2 separate regions of the Sus scrofa genome follow, and region 2 is linked to region 1. Evidence: chromatin contacts called from public HiChIP or PLAC-seq data. All regions are on one chromosome and are shown on one strand. The core of a region is the stretch at or near the end of the contact, and the rest is flanking DNA. Distances in the headings are between cores, read along the strand shown.

Region 1 (2,975 bases), core at 299-2,798:
GGTGTCAGACTCAGGGGGCTGAGCCAAGGTGTGTGAGGCACGGGGTTTGGGGGATGGTTGCTTCCTGGGTGCTGTGCCCCTGCCAGCTTCTCACCAGGACATCCCAGGCTTGGAGGATGCCAGGCAAATGGTGGCCAGCCAGGACTCAGGTGATTCTGCTGCCCCCTAGCGAGATGGACCAGGCGGTCCTGGGATTAGGGTGAGGCAAAGTGGAAATTTAAAGGGATTCCCCCAAATCTGTAATTAACATAAATTATATGTTCATGCCATCTTTTTAAAAGGTCAAATATTGATGCCAAAAAATGCACAGTGAACAAAATGCCAAACCTTAAAGATCAAATCCAACCAAGTTGTGTGGCGTTATTTTGGAACTGAGGCAAAAAAGAAAAATGTATGCCTCATATACATGTTTTATGTAATTCTATTTAAAATTATGGGGTTGGTGGAGGGTTTTTTTTTTTTTTTTGGTTAATTTAGAATTCTAGAAATATTACACAAACCATATTTATCTTGATGGCTGAGAGTTTTGACTGTTCTTCTCCTTACATTTAGCATTTGAGGTGAGGGTCTCACTCACCTCATCCTAATACCAGCCCTGCCCCAGAGTCTAGAAATTTGGAGCTAAATCCAGTTCTTATTGGCTTATCTCAGGTGTGTATAATTGCTTTAAGTGGTTCCTGGTCTGTTTTTAATCCCTCACTGCCGTGCCTTTTTAATTTTCAAACTTGTGACCTAGTTCTGTTTTGGCGTTAGGTTGGGGGCACAGAGAAAGCAAAAATCTGACTCCCTTCTGGGACACGGAGGAAGGGCCAGAGAACAGGACGGAGGGGAGTGAAGATGTTTGCCTGATTTCACCACGAGGTGTCATCACAGAGCTTTCCACACCGTCAGTCCTCGAGATTCGCTGTCCTCTGCTGCCACCACGTGGAAGAAATAGAAATCTACAGGGAATTTTTTTTTAATCAAGGTAAAGTTGATTTACAATGTTAGCTTTAGGTAACGATTATGTACTATTTATAAGTATTATAAAATTTAGCTTTACTCCCTGTGCTGTAAACTATATCCTTGTAGCTTATTTATTTTATGCATAGTATTTTATACCTCTTAATCCCTACCCCTGTTTGCCCCTCCTAACTTCCCTTTCTCCACTGTTAACCACCAGTGTGTTCTATCCCTGAGTTCGGGAGTTCCCATCGTGGCACAGCGGTTAGCGAACCCAACTAGTATCCATGAGCACACGGATTCGATCCTTGGCCCCACTCAGCAGGGTAAGGATCCGATGTTGCCATGAGCTGTGGGGGCAGGTCACAGACACAGCTCAGATTCAGCGTGGCTCTGGCGTAGCCTCCAATTGGACCTCTAGCCTGGGACTCTCCATATGCCTCTGGTGCGGCCCTAAAAAACCTGTGAGTTCGTTTCTGGCTATATTTGCTAGTTTGTGTTATTTTTTATATTCCACATTAGGCACTAAGTTCCAATAGGAAGAACACCCAGCCAAGGAATGCCTCTGTGGAACGGCCTTTGGGCTCAGCTCTCATTTTCTAGAACAGGAAACCTAGTATCAGAGAAATTAGAAGCGGGCTTTGTAGGTGAGGATTCATGACAGGTTTGATAGGCAGGCTGGCACCGTGACAGTGACTCAGCCCCAACTCTGCTCTGGCTGGGAACCAAACAGACCAACATTTCTGCCCTTATGGAATTTTAAGCCTCACGTGAGGTGGGGGCAGAGAGAGGAAGTCAGCAGGCAAGTGAATCCCAAGGCCTGTCAGCTGATGGTGAGTGCTTGGGAGGAAAATAAAGCAGGGGCTGAGGGTAGGGGGTGCCGGGATGGGAGGGGCCAGTCACAGGAGGATGGCCAGGGAAGGCCTTGCTAAGAGGCAAAATCCTGATGGAGAAAACCCGGGGTGGGGGTACAAGCCAGGAAGCTAGCTGGAGGAGGAATTTACCTACATTTTCTTATTTTACAAAATAATGCTATTTACAATTCAGGCATCCCATGTCCATCTAGCTGCTAAGGTGTTGTCCTTCTGGCTAAACAGATTTCCACCCCCCCCCCCGCCCACCTGCTTTTATGATCTCTGGATGCCTCCTTGTCTCTTATTGGCTGTTCAGTTTCCATAACCTGGATGACAAATTCTCTGTAGTAAATTCCCTGTATGGAATACCTGGGGAGGTTTCTGTCTTCCTGAATGGACCCCAGCTGACATAAGACTGAAGGAGAGTAAATTGTACCCGGGGTGGTGTTTTTCCTTCAGTGTCTTTTTGAGCTGGAAGAAATGTTTGCCTACTGAGGCATGGGGAAGTCATTCTGGTTTATATACGATCTGGTTTGAATTCTTGTTAACAAGAATGGCCTGTCTGATGGTCTGTTTGTCATGCATTGTACATCTGCTTTAACCATTAAGAAAAGAATACATTATCCACTAGTAAAGTATGTCCACTGTGAAGCTAGTGACAAATGCTCCTCCCTGCATGCGTGCCCCTCCCTGCATGAGGCCCCCTCCCTGCATAAGGCCCAGGCTAGTACACCTTCAAAAATGTTTCCCTTCCTAGAAACCAAGGTGGTGTTGACTGGCTTTGTACGTGCTACTCTGTCTCTCTTAAAACCTTGAAGAAATATGCCCGTATCATATTTGATGATAAGATGTTCTTTGTTCTGACAAGATGTACAACTCTGCTGAAAACCAGCTTCTCCAGAGCACCTTCTTCCTTCATGGAGACTGCACTCCCTGGCCCTAGGCCTCAGCTTGGCTGAATAAAACCATTTTCTAGTCCTTTCTAGTCCTAGACTGTTGGTCGATTGTTTGCATCGGCATATACAACTTCCTGGCTTGTGCTCGCTAATAAACCCACACCACCTCTATCAGAGCAGTCCTACATTCCCGCAGTCCTGCAGTTCCCTCAGTCCCTGCTCGGCCCCTGCTGGTCTCTTGGCAGCTCCCAGGTCCTCAGCCGTGCATTCTAGAATCTGGCCA
Region 2 (3,201 bases), core at 505-3,004, 540 kb before region 1:
GCCAATTGTGGGGCAAGGTAGACATATACAAAACTATTTTACTCTTCAGTAACTATTGTACGATGAAGGAAGAAACATTATGAAACTCAACTTTGTAATTTTTTCAGAAGCAATAACGAACTGGTCTCACTTTCACGTCAGCTTCAGCCAAATCTTAAGGGCTACTAGTCACCCAAAGCCTGGCAACAGTAACTTTTCTTCCTTGACCCAACAAGGCAGAGTGCCAGAGGGAAATAGCAAAGAGTAGCACTATATAAACAGGGCAAGTGGCACAAGAGCAGAGGCAAGTTATATAACCAAAATATATTTTAAAATATGTTTATAACTCGTAACAACCTTTGCCTTTGGTTGGTTTCTTGTTTGGAGTATCAGTTGAAACAGTTAATTCAATATTATCTGGATCGCCTCCTTCCTCTTCAATAGCCTACATTAGAAAGAGAAGTTAATATGCTACACAATCTATCTAAACTTATTTTATAAAAACGAAATGAAAAAATAGCAAACCTCAAGCCTCAAGACGTCAGAATTGCCAGTCATTTCATAAAGCAACTTCAAAAAGGAGCAATTTAACTACACGAGAGACACTTTCAGGAGGAAATATCATTAGGTATCAAAATCACATGGAGCTTTATATTTTACCCAGTCGAAAAAATTAACTATCACATATTATCATACTGAACAAAAGTCTAAATATTCTCGATTGCAGAAAAGTTGCTAGCTACGAAAGCAAAGAACTAAAAAGAGCTTTCCTAATTTCTATAATACAAACTTATTTCTCCTCTACTACAGTTTCAACACTCACTCAAACCAGAAAGATTATCCGGGATGAAAAAGCAGATTATTGCGCTAATGCATAAACAGAAAACCCAGCGGAAAACAAATCCTTTCTCTTACCCACCCATCAACTCCCACTATCAATTCCCCTCCAATATGGGGAGGAAACGGTTGGGCACAATTAAACGGTAACTTCGCAGAAGTCACCAAAGTAACCAGTCCCTATGAGGCCAAGAAATGCACGCGCTCACCATCGCTAAAGGCTGGGGACCGAGTGCCTCCCGGATCTCCACGGTCGCCCTTGGGAGGCCGCGCCGGCCGGCTGCAGTCCTGCCAGCCTGGCGAGGACGTCCCTGGGGAAGCAAGGGTGCGCTCGGCTGCGGCGGCCGGTCCCGGGCTGCTCGCTGGCCCAGGGCAGGCCAGGCCCGGCGCACGGAGGCGGGGGCGGGGGCGCCGCGGGAGGGTCCTAGCTCTCCCCGCGCGCGCGGGCGCCGCCTGGGGCCTCCCCACCGTGCCACCCCTCGGGTCCCGGCGGCTGCGGGTGGCCGGGAGCTGCGGCGGAAGTGGGGGCTCCGAGGCGCGGCCTAAGCTCGCCTTCCCGGCCCTCGCCGGGCCTCACCTGCTTGAGTCGGGAGACGAGCACAGTCTTGACTCCGGTGATATCCAAGTTCCGCCGCTTCAGCTCGGACTTGAGATCGATGACCCGCAGATCGGTGATCTTTTTACCTTCTGCCTGACCGGAGGCAGCCGAGGCTGCCACAGCACCGGTGGCGGCAGCCATTTTAGAAGAGCAGCGCGCGGCCGAGGCAGCCAGTGGGCTGCAGGGCGGCGGCAGCAGCTCCAACTTCGACCCAGGCCTCGCCGGCAGCCGGCGCCGCGCAGCGCTGCGCACAATGAGCCGCTGGCCCCGCCCCCTATTCGCCACCCGGGCGCAACCTGCAGCAGCGATCAGCACCCGGATGACGGGCGCGCGTGCGCACTTGCGCAGGGGACGGCGCCCCGCGCGCGCCGCGGAGCCGGTCTTGCCACCTGGGCGGTGCGACTTCATGCGTGGGCTGGGGAGGTCGGGCGCGTCCAACCGCACCAACTTCCATACCTCCATGGTTCCGCGCTGCTTCGTTAGCCATGTTTTGGCAACGTCTCTAGTCTTGAGCAACAGCAGTGTGCTAGGCACTCTCGGCATACATAGTTCGCGCGTTACTCAACACAGAGTAAGAGGCGTGTGCGCTCCGTGAACCTCTTCAGGGAAATACTTTATCGGTTCTGCTGAATAATCAAAAAAAATGTGGCCTCTGTGCACGAACGAACTAGTTTCCCCAAGTTCCATTCAAAGGCCGGAAAGAAACCCTAGGGCGGTTAATATAAAGAGCATAAAGGGTTATAAGAATATAAAGGGCTTGCCTGTGTGATAAGCCGCCCAAGCTGTCTCGGGGAAAACGTGCCTCTGCCCAGGAAATCTTCGTTTATTCTAGGACTGCCCATCTCACTGGAAAAGCAGGACAACTTCCCTTCTGAACTGGCCAGTTTATCATCCTCTCCGGGGGGTCCGGATGTCTCAACACAAAATTGATTACTGAATAAGGAGTTTAGTTTATAGGTGCCTGTTACCGTTCTCATTTACTGTCCTCACTGTTTGATCCCCTCAAAATTTGGGACTCCAAGAACAATGACCACCTTATGCGGGACTGGCCTGTACAAGTGAGTAACTTTAGCCGGTATTATTAATCATCAAAGCATAAGCAATTATGGAATAAAATTATTCTATAAATGCCAAAAACAAAGTATGACACACACTTAATTCTTACTGGAAATTTCCTGGTTTTAAAATTGAAATAGATGAGTTTTATGTCGCTTTAGGTTGCCTTTTCTCATTAATTAATTAGAACAAAAAAAAAAAGAAAAACTGGGTATTGTAAAATAATACCTGACGTTTGGGTAGTTCTTTATAATGTACTTTGCCATACAATAACCCCCTCATCCTTCCAAACCCTGTGAAGTAAATCTCTGCAAGGCTTAGAGAGGTACAATGGCTTGTCCATGTTCACATAGCTGGCATGTGCTCAAATCCAGTCTCCTGATTCTAAATCCACCTCTGGGAGTTCCCGTCGTGGCGCAGTGGTTAACGAATCCGACTAGGAACCATGAGGTTACGGGTTCAATCCCTGGCCTTGCTCAGTGGGTTAACGATCCAGCGTTGCAGTGAGCTGTGGTGTAGGTTGCAGACGCGGCTCGGATCCCGCGTTGCTGTGGCTCTGGCGTAGGCCGGTGGCTGCAGCTCTGATTCGACCCCTAGCCTAGGAACCTCCATATGCCGCGGGAGTGGCCCAAGAAATAGCAAAAAGACAAATATATATATATATATCCACTTCTGTCTTTATTATAAGTTGATTCACAGTTATAAAATTTTAGAATTCAAAGGATCTTTAG

Evidence for each region. HiChIP or PLAC-seq counts read pairs in DNA pulled down with a chosen protein or histone mark.
Region 2: an H3K27ac HiChIP or PLAC-seq map of alveolar macrophages shows a contact between it and region 1. The contact joins the promoter of SLTM here to the promoter of GCNT3 in region 1. A contact is called at or near these places in 2 of 5 promoter capture datasets (fetal liver and fetal skeletal muscle) and 1 of 2 datasets of contacts at active chromatin or transcription factors (alveolar macrophages).

What each region holds. Positions count from the first base shown.
Region 1 is chr1:112,539,557-112,542,531 of Sscrofa11.1, reverse strand. GCNT3 (beta-1,3-galactosyl-O-glycosyl-glycoprotein beta-1,6-N-acetylglucosaminyltransferase 3) reads left to right here and starts at 1,548. Exons shown (of 5, transcript XM_021094516.1): 1 at 1,548-1,775.
Region 2 is chr1:113,083,648-113,086,848 of Sscrofa11.1, reverse strand. SLTM (SAFB-like transcription modulator) reads right to left here and starts at 1,754. Exons shown (of 21, transcript XM_021073623.1): 1 at 1,394-1,754; 2 at 337-424. The coding sequence starts at 1,555.